2 separate regions of the Danio rerio genome follow, and region 1 is linked to region 2. Evidence: chromatin contacts called from public Micro-C data. All regions are on one chromosome and are shown on one strand. Each heading gives the region's core, a stretch centred on a gene start, on an enhancer-like site or on the middle of the called end of the contact. The rest is flanking DNA. Distances are from core to core; before and after follow the strand shown.

Region 1 (5,252 bases), core at 975-3,474, 150 kb after region 2:
GTTTGTAGGTACTCTCCTAACGAGCTCCGCTACTTGCCCTTAAACACAGCCCTCTTTGAGCCTCCACTGGACCCAGAGCTGCCGGCCCTGGACAGTGATGGAGACTCTGATGATGGTGACGATGGAAAAGAAGATGGCAAGAAAAATAAGGGTTCCTCCGTAAGTTGTTGTGAATGCGCAGAGGGTCTTCCTGAGCCACTGAAGCTTCACAGTCCTTTACTTCACCAAAATGTTCAATACCTAAAGCTTTGTTTAGCACTGCTCTCCAGTAACACCTAGCTACTATACTGAGAAATAGCAAATGAATTCATTTATTAATTTTCTTTTCGGCTTAGTCCCTTGTCAGCTTATCCAGTGCATGTCTTTGGACTCACAGTTTTTATTCAGTTGTATTCATTAATTGTTAAGATTGTGACAATATGAACAGCATATATATTTAAATGTATATAAAATATTATTAGTATATCATATTAAATGAATAACAATAACATGGCTAATATAACCTAAAATTCTAATGGAACAAACTGTTTGAAACTACTTGTTTTGCTGCTTCCGCTACTCTTGACACCGGTCTGAAACATCATAACGCCCACAAGGTGGCACAACACCTACAAGTTTTCAAGTGGTGCTCACTGCAAAGCCATTTGGGCAGAGCTGAGCTCCATCGAGGGGGAGCATAAGCTCTCGCTCCTCCTTTCTTGCACTTCTTCTACGAGTGATGTCACTGGGGGTAGGGTTAGGGGTGGGGTTGGTGTACGCATTAAAACAGCTTATAGGAGGAGGAGCGAGAGCTCATGCTCCCCCTCGCTGGAGCTCATCTCTGCTCAAATGGCTCTGCAGTGAGCACCGTCTCCAAGTTTTGAACCGAAAGGCGTCTGTCAACTGATCACTTTTGTCATTTGCCACATGACTTCTGTCAACACCACATCTTTAAAACACCTGTCGGGCATTCTGTTTGAATGAGGAAACATCAAATTCTCCTGAACTGCTTGCCAAGCTTACTATTAAATTTAATTTCATATATACAGTTGAAGTCAAAATTATTAGCCCCCCTTTGAATTTATTTTTCTTTTTTCAATATTTCCCAAATTATGTTTAACAGAGAAATAAATTTTCACAGTATGTCTGATAATATTTTTTCTTCTAGAGAAAGTCTTATTTTTTTTAGTTCAGCTAGAATAAAAGCAGTTTTTAATTTTTAAAAACCATTTTAAGGTTAAAATTATTAGCCCCTTTAAGCTATTTTTTTCCCAGATAGTCCACAGAACAAACCATCGCTATACAATAACTTGCCTAATTACCCTAACCAGTTAACCTAATTAACCTAGTTAAGCCTTTAAATGTCACTTTAAGCTGTATAGAAGTGTCTTGAAATATCTAGTGAAATATTATTTACTGTCATCATGGCAAACATAAAATAAATCAGTTATTAGAAATGAGTTACTAAAACTATTATGTTTAGAAATGTGTTGAAAAAAATCTTCTCTCTGTTAATCAATAAAAATGAGTAAATCACAGATAGGCTGATCTGAAATAACGTTGGGACTCGGCAACGCTATCTTGTTAGCCCACCCGCTCCTGTTCAAATAAAACCAGAGATTCATTAGAAAAAATTTTCCCACGTGGCAAGAAATCAGGTCTGGTCCCGTGGCTGACCTCTACACCCGAGTCATACCTACCCAAACGAACCACACCAAAAAGGCAATTGACTCTGGTACGTATTTATCAAACTAAATGAGGCAGATGTGAAAGCACCCCTATAGTCTATTGGTCCTGTATTATTTAGTTTTTCTGTGCAAGAAAGGAATCCATTTTTTACCGAACATCATTAAACAAACCTAAATCTGAAATAATTAATCTGAATACATTTGAATCTCATCTTGATGTGCAGGACAGTTCATCAGGAAACACCTCAGATGGAGACAGCCAAGACAGCGGCATTCACTCCAAAGTCAAGAGCAAAGACCGACCTGGCGCCCAGAGCAAAGACGGCACTCCTCGCTCCATCCAACACAAATCTGTCCCTGGGTACAAGGTAGAAGAAAAAAGCCCCTGATCTTCTTTTTTTTTTAAATAACCCAACACCTCTCTTCTCCCCTTTTCGACAACCCTCTTTTCCAGCACTTTCAGCAGAGAAGCCCTCTTTCTTCTGACTTGGTCATCGGTACACTGTTAAAAAACACACACATATACACTCAAACACAAAACACTCCCCCTGGTGGTCATAGATTGGGACTGCACTTGTCAATGGAACTTGTTTTCGTTTTAAAGAGTGGCACTTGTTTTTTTTTTCAGTGCCAGGAAATCCAGTGACAGTTCCTGTTTTCTGCACAGACCTTTGGAGCAATAACTTTTTTTGTGTGGTACTGCGATTTTTAGTTTAGGGTTTTAATTAATTTTTATTTTGCTGTTATACACTTGTGAATAGTAAATACCCTTCTGAATTGAACAGTACTTCTTATAGCTTAATATACCTCTGTTTATCTGCCTGCCTGCCTGTTAGTTACACTGAAGGGCATGTAAGCGGTTTTGTTTGGCTGCTAAACACTATAAAGTGTTAACAATACATAGAAATATATATATATATATTAAACAGTTGAAGAAATCATAGGAGTGCACTGAGTAATGTTTTCCCTGATTTTCCTGAGAAACCAAGATTTCAAATTAAGCCAGGCTGTTTTATTACTATACATTTTAGGTCAAATGTTCAACTTGTCTTACACTTGAACAAAGTTACTAGGGATTAAAAAAACAACAACAGCAATAATAACAACAGTGTTTAAGGCACATAAACAAACACTTTTATAATTAGGAGCTATTAACTTTGACTGTTAGGTACCCACAAATATAATCAGTTTATTTAAATGGTAAATGTGTTATCCTTTATTTTATTTAAATTTAATAATAATAATAATAATAATACATTTAAAAATAATAATAATAATTTAATATTTTTCTACAATGTAATAGTATTATTACATTGAATTATTATTTTATGACTTAATTATTGTTGTTCTTGTTATAATTATGTTGTATTAAATTGTTTATTTAGTTATTATTATAATCAGTTAATTTAATTTCTTAGTAAAACAAGTTATGTTGTAAATGTAATATTTCATACAGTCTAATAGTTATATTATTATTACATTGTATTATTTAATGTTTATTATTCTTGTAATTGTTATTACTTTGTATTCAATTGTTTATTTAATAATAATAATAATAAATATTATTATACATTGTGTTAAATTTGTATTATTTTCAATAATAATTTAATTTTATATTTAATTATTATTATTATTATCAATACATTGTATTAAATGTATTATTATTATTGTATTAAATTATCTATTATGTTTATTATTAAAAAATTACTTATTGTTGTTATTATTATTATTACATTGTATTATTTATTATTATTGTAGTTGTAATTATTACATTGTATTTGTTTATTTAATAATAATGTTTATTATTATTATTATTAATTATACATTGTGTTACATTTGTAATATTTGTATTATTTAATACATTTTGTATTTAATTATTATTATTATTATTATTTTATTATTATTAAATTGTTTTAAATGTATTAATATTACAATGTATTACATTTTCTATTATTTAATAATTACTTTTTCATTTATTATTGTAGTTGTTATTATTAATATTCTTATTACATTGTATTATTTATTATTATTGTAGTTATTGTAATTATCATCACATTGTATTAAATTTTTTGTTTAATATTAATATTATTATTATACATTGTGTTCAATTAGTATTATTTTTATTATTTAATAATAAATGTATTTAATTATTATTATCATTATTATTACATGGTATTACATGTTTTATTATTACATTGTATTACATTTTCTATTATTTTTATTATTTAATAATTACTTATTATTATTATTATTATTAAAACCTCTAGCATTTTTTTGCATCAATATAAATTTTTGTAAATGTATCATTTTTGCATTAATTAATCTCTGCATTAATTTGTGGATAGTACTTTATCTGGAGATACAAAATCAGTCTCACCCCAGTAAAATCCTCATTAAACGATCTTACAAATACTTCCATGTAATGTCAAATCTCATACATCCATGTAAGTATTCATGAGTGGATATTTAAAGAGCAAAAACTACGACTTCACCATCTTAAAAGAAAATAATTTGATGTTCAAAAATGTTGATGATAGTTTTGGTTACAATTGACTTTCACTATATGGACAAAAAATGGAAACATATCTGAAAGATATTATATAGATAGATAGATAGATAGATAGATAGATAGATAGATAGATAGATAGATAGATAGATAGATAGATAGATATAGATAGATACTGTAGATAGATACTGTAGATAGATAAAGAACGGCCAGTGAATTGTAACATTACTGAGTGCACTTTTTAACATAGCTTTATTTGTCATGCCAGTGATGCATTGCTCATGAAATGGTTATCAAACTTTTGTTTGGTATAATTTTGTCAAACCTAATGTCAGTGGTTTTTCTACCCTGGCTCTATGGGCACCTTTAAATATGCTTGATATCAGTGTTTCCATTGATTTACTCTGTGTCATTTTTTCTTGTCAAGATGCATGCCGGATCAACAAAAGGTTTACCTTAACATAAAAGACACTAATAGTTTGTTGCTTTTGCAAGTCTAAATTTATACAAAGCGCATATACTGTACATCAAACAGTCATTTGGCAAGTTTAATAGCTTGCCCACAAACGTTTGCATTTTTAAACTATATCTGCATAAATTATCTATGCTTGTTTGTGCAATAGGTACATTTTTATGATGTTTTAGTGTTCTTGGTTGCAATGCTTTGTTCTTATCAAACTTTTGTGTGTGAGGGATTTTATCAAATAGCTTAAAGCAAATTTGGCAATACACAGTAGCTCATTTTACCTCCGTTTTTCTTTTAGTTGTATTAACTCAGGAAGTGAAGGAAAATTTTAAACTGTCAACCAGTAGTATATCTAGTATGTAGATTTTTCTATATGCACGGAGTACATGACTGATTTGCTACCATTGTCTAAAAAGTACATTATAGTGTGTACTGTACCCACAATGCAGTGCACTCCATCTGACCTTCCATTTCCAGTTTAAAGAATTCCAGAAAGATTATTTGTTTATTTGATGTGCTTTTGTGTTGTTACAAAATTGGAATGATTAATAAAGCTTACTTATTACAGTGTTAACGGCATATAGTTATGATCTGGCAGTTTTGTAATAGTTAT
Region 2 (5,446 bases), core at 1,548-4,047:
GGCAGGCTTGTGTTAGAGGTGGGGGGCTGTGATTATGTGCTCTGGGTGCTTTTAGTGGTGATTACGCTCCTGTAACAATAATCCTCTACAAACACATGGAGGTAAACTCAAAACACCACCAGAGAGCTCTGTGTGGGACTTGATTGTAGATGTTGTATGTGTGTGTGTGTGTGTGTGTGTGTGTGTGCAGGCCAGTAGCCAGCTTATTGAACAAGGTGGTTCTTTTTTCTCAAAAAGTGGAGCTTTTTGCAGTTATTCTCCTTAGTTTCTATTAAATTCATTAATTCATTCATTTTCTTTTTGGCTTAGTCCCTTATTTTAATCTGGGGTCGCCACAGCGGAATGAACCGCTAACTTATCCAGCATATGTTTTACCCAGCGGATGTCCTTTCAGCTGCAACCTATCACAGGGAATGACCCATACACAGGGCTAGACGGAACCTGCAGACGTTTTTTGCTGTTTCTGCCTAAATTCTGGTAAAAATCTGTGGATTTCTGCAGAATTATTTTGGGAGTATCCAGCGGAGTATCATAACTAAAACCTTAATATATGAAATAAAAAGTAATAAATTACTGAATAAAAACTGAATAAATTCAGATTTACACATTTATTTAAGTAAATAAACAGAATTAATGGACTAAAAATTTGCGGAAATCTGCGGAATTCTGCAGAAAATCTGTGGAAAATCTGCGGAATTCTGCGCGCGCAGATTCCGTGTGGGCCTACCCATACAATCTCCTTCACACACATTCACTACGGACAATACAGCTCACCCAATTCCTCTATACCACGTTTTTTAACTTGTGGGGGAAACCAGAGGACCTGGAGGAAACCCACGAGAACACTGGGAGAGCATGCAAACTCCACAAAGAAATGCATCATAAAAAAAAACTATTAGAATCTGTTTAAACTTTCTAAAAACATGTTAAAAACTGTATCCTGTAGGTAAATAACAAACTTGCCAGCTCATTTCTTCTGTCGGAATTTAAAGGTTAATGACAGTGTCAGAAATTTGGAATAACGTAAGGTTGAGTAACTAAAAACAGACGTTTCATTTTCGGGTGAACTAACCCATTAAAGACTTTACTAATTGTGGTAAAATGTTTTTAATTGCTAATCAATCAGCGTAAGAATCCCGATGCTTATTATTGGTCCTTTTTTTTTACCCTTTTCACCTGCAGTGATTAAATTAGATTTTCTTTATTTACTGGCAGATTAGCAGCAGTCAGCTGTAAACAAGGTCAAGTTTTCCCCTGCCTCAATCTTTTTTTCTTTTTCCAGTACATGAATCCCATGCACTGGGACCAAATTGAATTTCTACAGCGTCTCTGCCAGTCTCCATAAACACGCTGAAGAGCATCAGGGGCAATTTATGCGCATTGAAATTGAGCTCTCTCAGACTGAGAGCAGCACCTTGTAATTGTCACAAACATTTTAATGCGGTCAAGGTGACATCTCTGTTATTATTCAAGTGTGGCAAACGTTTTATTACATTTAAATAAATACTTTTAATTTATTTCACATTTCAGTGAACCAACCTTAATTGTAAATGAACTTAATAAGCCAGATTTTACAAGCGTTATGTCATTCATTCATTCACTTTCCTTAGGCTTAGTATCGATTTCAGAAGTCAGCACGGCGGAATGAACCACCAACTATTCCAGAATATTTTTTACACAATTAATGCATGTACAGCACAACCCAGTAGACTACAGCCGATTTAGTTTACTGTGCATGGAAACCGTCAGATTAGCACAGTGGGTAGCACTGTCGCCTCACAGCAAGAAGGTCGCTGGTTCGAGTTCAGGCTGGACCTGTTCGCAATTCTATGTGGAGTTTGCATGTTCTCCCCGTGTTAACATGTATTTCCTCTGGATGCTCTGGTTTCCCCCACAGTCCAAAGACATGCGCTATAGGTGAACTGAATAAACTAAATTGGCCATAGTGTATGTGTGTGAAAGAGAGTGTATGAGTGTTTCCCAGTACTGGGTTGCAGCTGGAACGGCATCCGCTGCCTAAAACGAATGCTGGAATTCTTGGCAGTTCATTCAGCTGTGGTTGTGTAATCCTAACCCCTAACCCTTACTCTAACCCTAACCCGATGGTGAATTAATAGAATATGACGTAAAAAGATCACCTTTCATGGACACATTTTGTAAATTTCCTACAGTAATTGTATAAAAACCTATTTTTGATAAGTACGTAATGACCTTTAAAGGTGGTTTTCTCAAAATTTAGATTTTTTTGACCCCTTAGATTCCCAATCTTCAAACAGTAATGTATGTAAGAGACTAGTGATGTGCTATGGCTCCATTAATAATAAGTAACAATAACTAATAATGATTAACGATAACTCCACTGCGTTTTCCACACAGTAAAATGGATAGGAGACCACATGGGAAAGCTAGGTTGCTGCCGCAAGTGGCGTTAGTGAGACTAGCAGGGGCGCTCAACCTGCAGTCTGTGTGGGTCCTAATGCCCCAGTATATGGATGAGGACTCTATGCTGCTCAGTGAGCTATGACTTTCGGATGAGACATTAAACCGAGGTCTTGTCTCTCTGTGGTCATTAAAAATAATGTGGTCGAAGAAGAGTAGAGGTTTAATCCCGGCATCCTGGCCAAAATTAATTAAATTAATTAAATTTTACTTTACTTTAATTAAACTTGAATTTACTGTTCATCAACTAGTAGTTTAATATAAGTCTTCTGTGTAACGTCACTTCACAAACATACATCTATTGTCCTGTTTTCTCGAAGGCATGGAGGAGCAGAAACAACCAGTGCAGCAGGAACATTCCACAGTACGTCAGAAACAGGCCCACAAGTGTGCATTAGAAAGTCAAAAGGTTAACGCTCAATTCAAAGGTTACTGTTACTGTTCGGCCCACTACACGAGCGTAATGAAGTCCTCCTTCATGTGATAGCATGCTGTGTCTCCTGGCAGTTCCCCCTCTCAAAAAGCTGCTTTCTTTTCTTCCTTCAAAAGGCCCAAACAAAAAAAAAAAATGTCCTCTCTGACCCGGGCGTTGCCATAGGACCAGTCAAACTACATATTTCCATGGGCTCTTCAGTGTCCCGCAGGCAAATCTGAGTGTAATTATACATTAGACACACGGCTGGCCTCCAGTCCTCCAATGACAACAGCTCCAGTGTCATTTCATCTCTCATTCCAAATGAATGTGTGGTTTCGTTTAACCGGCTCTGCTAACTTTTTATTTTGATTTTTCCCTCTCTCTACATTCTCTACCCTGATTTAGCACAGCATTTCATGTCTGTAACAGTTTGATGGAATATCAACTGTGGTTTCATGTGATAAAAAAAAACCCAAAATGGCCCTCATGGTTTAGACTCTAATATACCTATTGATCTTATTTTTGGTAAAGTCTATATCATAGAGATTTTAGGACTGATATTCAAATTACTAATAGGATGAAGAGGGGCGGGAACGACACAAGGATGTGGTTTTTGGGTGACATGTATTAAAAAAGACTTAATAAGTGCTTATAACAAAAGAATTGGACTGAGAAGACTTATTTCTTACTTCGCTGAGGCTAACTTCCAGCCTCCACTGCTAAGACTGCAGCTCTGTACAAGACTTTTGGCCAGCGTCATGCTGAACTGAGTCTGGTTCTCTTAAGGTTTTTTTTCTTCACTCTCCTATTGATGAAGTTTTTTTTTTCCCTCTCCGCTGTCGCTACTGGCTTGCATAGTTCAGGATCTGAAAAGCTACACATCGATTAATTTGCTCTTCAGTGTTTGGACTCTCAGTAATGATTTCAAACCACACTGAACTGAGCTAAACTGAACTGAACTTAAACACTAAAAACTGAACTACCCTGATCCAGTTACTATGACCAATTATGTGAAGCTGCTTTGACACAATCTACATTGTAGAAGCGCTATACAAATAAAGCCGAATTGAATTGAACTGAACTTATTTGACATTCTAGATAGGATATGCGGCTGTCCAGAAGTGTGATATGCACGTCAATATAGCAGCATTTTTTATGATGGGGAAGATATTAAAAAATACAATTTATTGGGTAATTTATTAGGTCACATATAATAATCGGCACAACTATTGTTTTTAAGTTACTCTGATGGTTGGGTTTATGGTTGGGGTGGGGGTAGACGTTAATAAAATACAATCAATGGAAAACCCTGCTGACCCTATACTGGTTGGCTGGTTTTAGCTGGTTGACCAGCCTGATTTTAGAGATTTGGTCATTTCCAGGCTGGTTTCCGGCCATTTCCAGCCTGGTCTTAGTTGGTCGGGCTAGAAAATGACCGGCTAAATCTAGCTGAAACCAGTTTGACCAGCCTGGTTTAAGCTGGCTAGGCTGGTTTTAGCTGGTCACCTTCCAGCCTGACCAGCTAAGACCAGGCTGGAAAGGGCCGGAAACCAGTCTGGAAATGGTCAAAACCCCTCTAAAACCAGGCTTGTCAACCAGCTAAAATCTGTCAATCTGCAACTTGTTTTTTTTATTTAGTCACGAGGCATTAAATGTCGTGAAGCAAAAAGAGTGCACGGGCCTTAAGTGTAAAATATTTTACAATGCAGAGGTATATATTTTGACACTTTTAAGATTGTAACCTGAGCACTTTGCTGGTGGGACTCATATATACACCGGAAAAGTGTTAAATTAACACCAGTGGTGTAAAAAGTACACTGGCAGATTCTTTGTGATTTCTTCATTTTCCTTCTGCTAAGTCTCTATTTCAGAGCTCGCCACAGCGGAATGAACCGCCAAATAATCCAGTATATGTTTTACGCAGTGGATGCCCTTCCAGCAGCAACCCAAAGACCAGGCTGGAAATGTCTGGAAACCATTCTGGAAATGGTCAAAACCCCTCTAAAACCAGGCTAATCAACCAGCTTAAACCAGTCAACCAGCAAGCTGTTTTTTTTAGTAAGGAATTTTAAAAATAATATTAATAATTTTCGTTAACTTCCAGCAGCAACCATATCTGATCTAGCAACAACCTTTATTTTTCATATAGTCCTACGAGTGAGGGCCGCCTTTGGAATCTATTTGGTTCGAGACTTCATTTTCAGACATCAATACGGCTCGTCCTGCTGCTTGATGTTGCAAACTGGTATTTTCTTATTAAATTATTATACTTTTTATGTGTAGTCATGAACACAGCTGTTTGTAGAGCAAGTAGTTTATTATTCCTAGTCATTTCTCCCATAGACAACTGAATCGGAAGTTCTAAAACAATGGCAAAAAGACGAGCGCACTTCCGCTTTAAAGAACAAGGTCAGTAAAATCAAATGAAAATAATCTTGTTTTGTTTACAACAGCTATGATTAAATCCTGATTATAATGAAAACAGATTAGATTATTAGCTTATATCCCTTTGCCAATAACGCAGGAGAACATCCATGAACGTTATAATGATGAGTTATTTTACATTGTCATAATGTCATAACTGTTGTTTTC

Evidence for each region. Hi-C and Micro-C count contacts between places; a contact is called where the count stands out from the background.
Region 1: a contact with region 2 is called in a Micro-C map of caudal fin, with 6 times the contacts expected there. The contact joins two enhancer-like sites. A contact is called at or near these places in 2 of 18 Hi-C or Micro-C datasets (caudal fin and hematopoietic stem cells).

What each region holds. Positions count from the first base shown.
Region 1 is chr13:6,016,652-6,021,903 of GRCz12tu, forward strand. phf10 (PHD finger protein 10) reads left to right here. Exons shown (of 12, transcript NM_200655.3): 8 at 9-159; 9 at 1,892-2,035. All of the region lies in intron 1 of LOC141377107 (a long non-coding RNA gene), which reads left to right. Among named protein-coding and RNA genes, the nearest start is that of phf10, 9.5 kb to the left of the region's middle. Within about 2 kb of position 2,225, at least 4 of the 62 cell types and tissues checked have an H3K27ac peak or open chromatin away from gene starts, as enhancers often do. A contact at or near this core is called in caudal fin, where this site is marked.
Region 2 is chr13:5,870,649-5,876,094 of GRCz12tu, forward strand. All of the region lies in intron 1 of LOC141377107 (a long non-coding RNA gene), which reads left to right. Among named protein-coding and RNA genes, the nearest start is that of spred2b, 95 kb to the right of the region's middle. Within about 2 kb of position 2,798, at least 5 of the 62 cell types and tissues checked have an H3K27ac peak or open chromatin away from gene starts, as enhancers often do. A contact at or near this core is called in caudal fin, where this site is marked.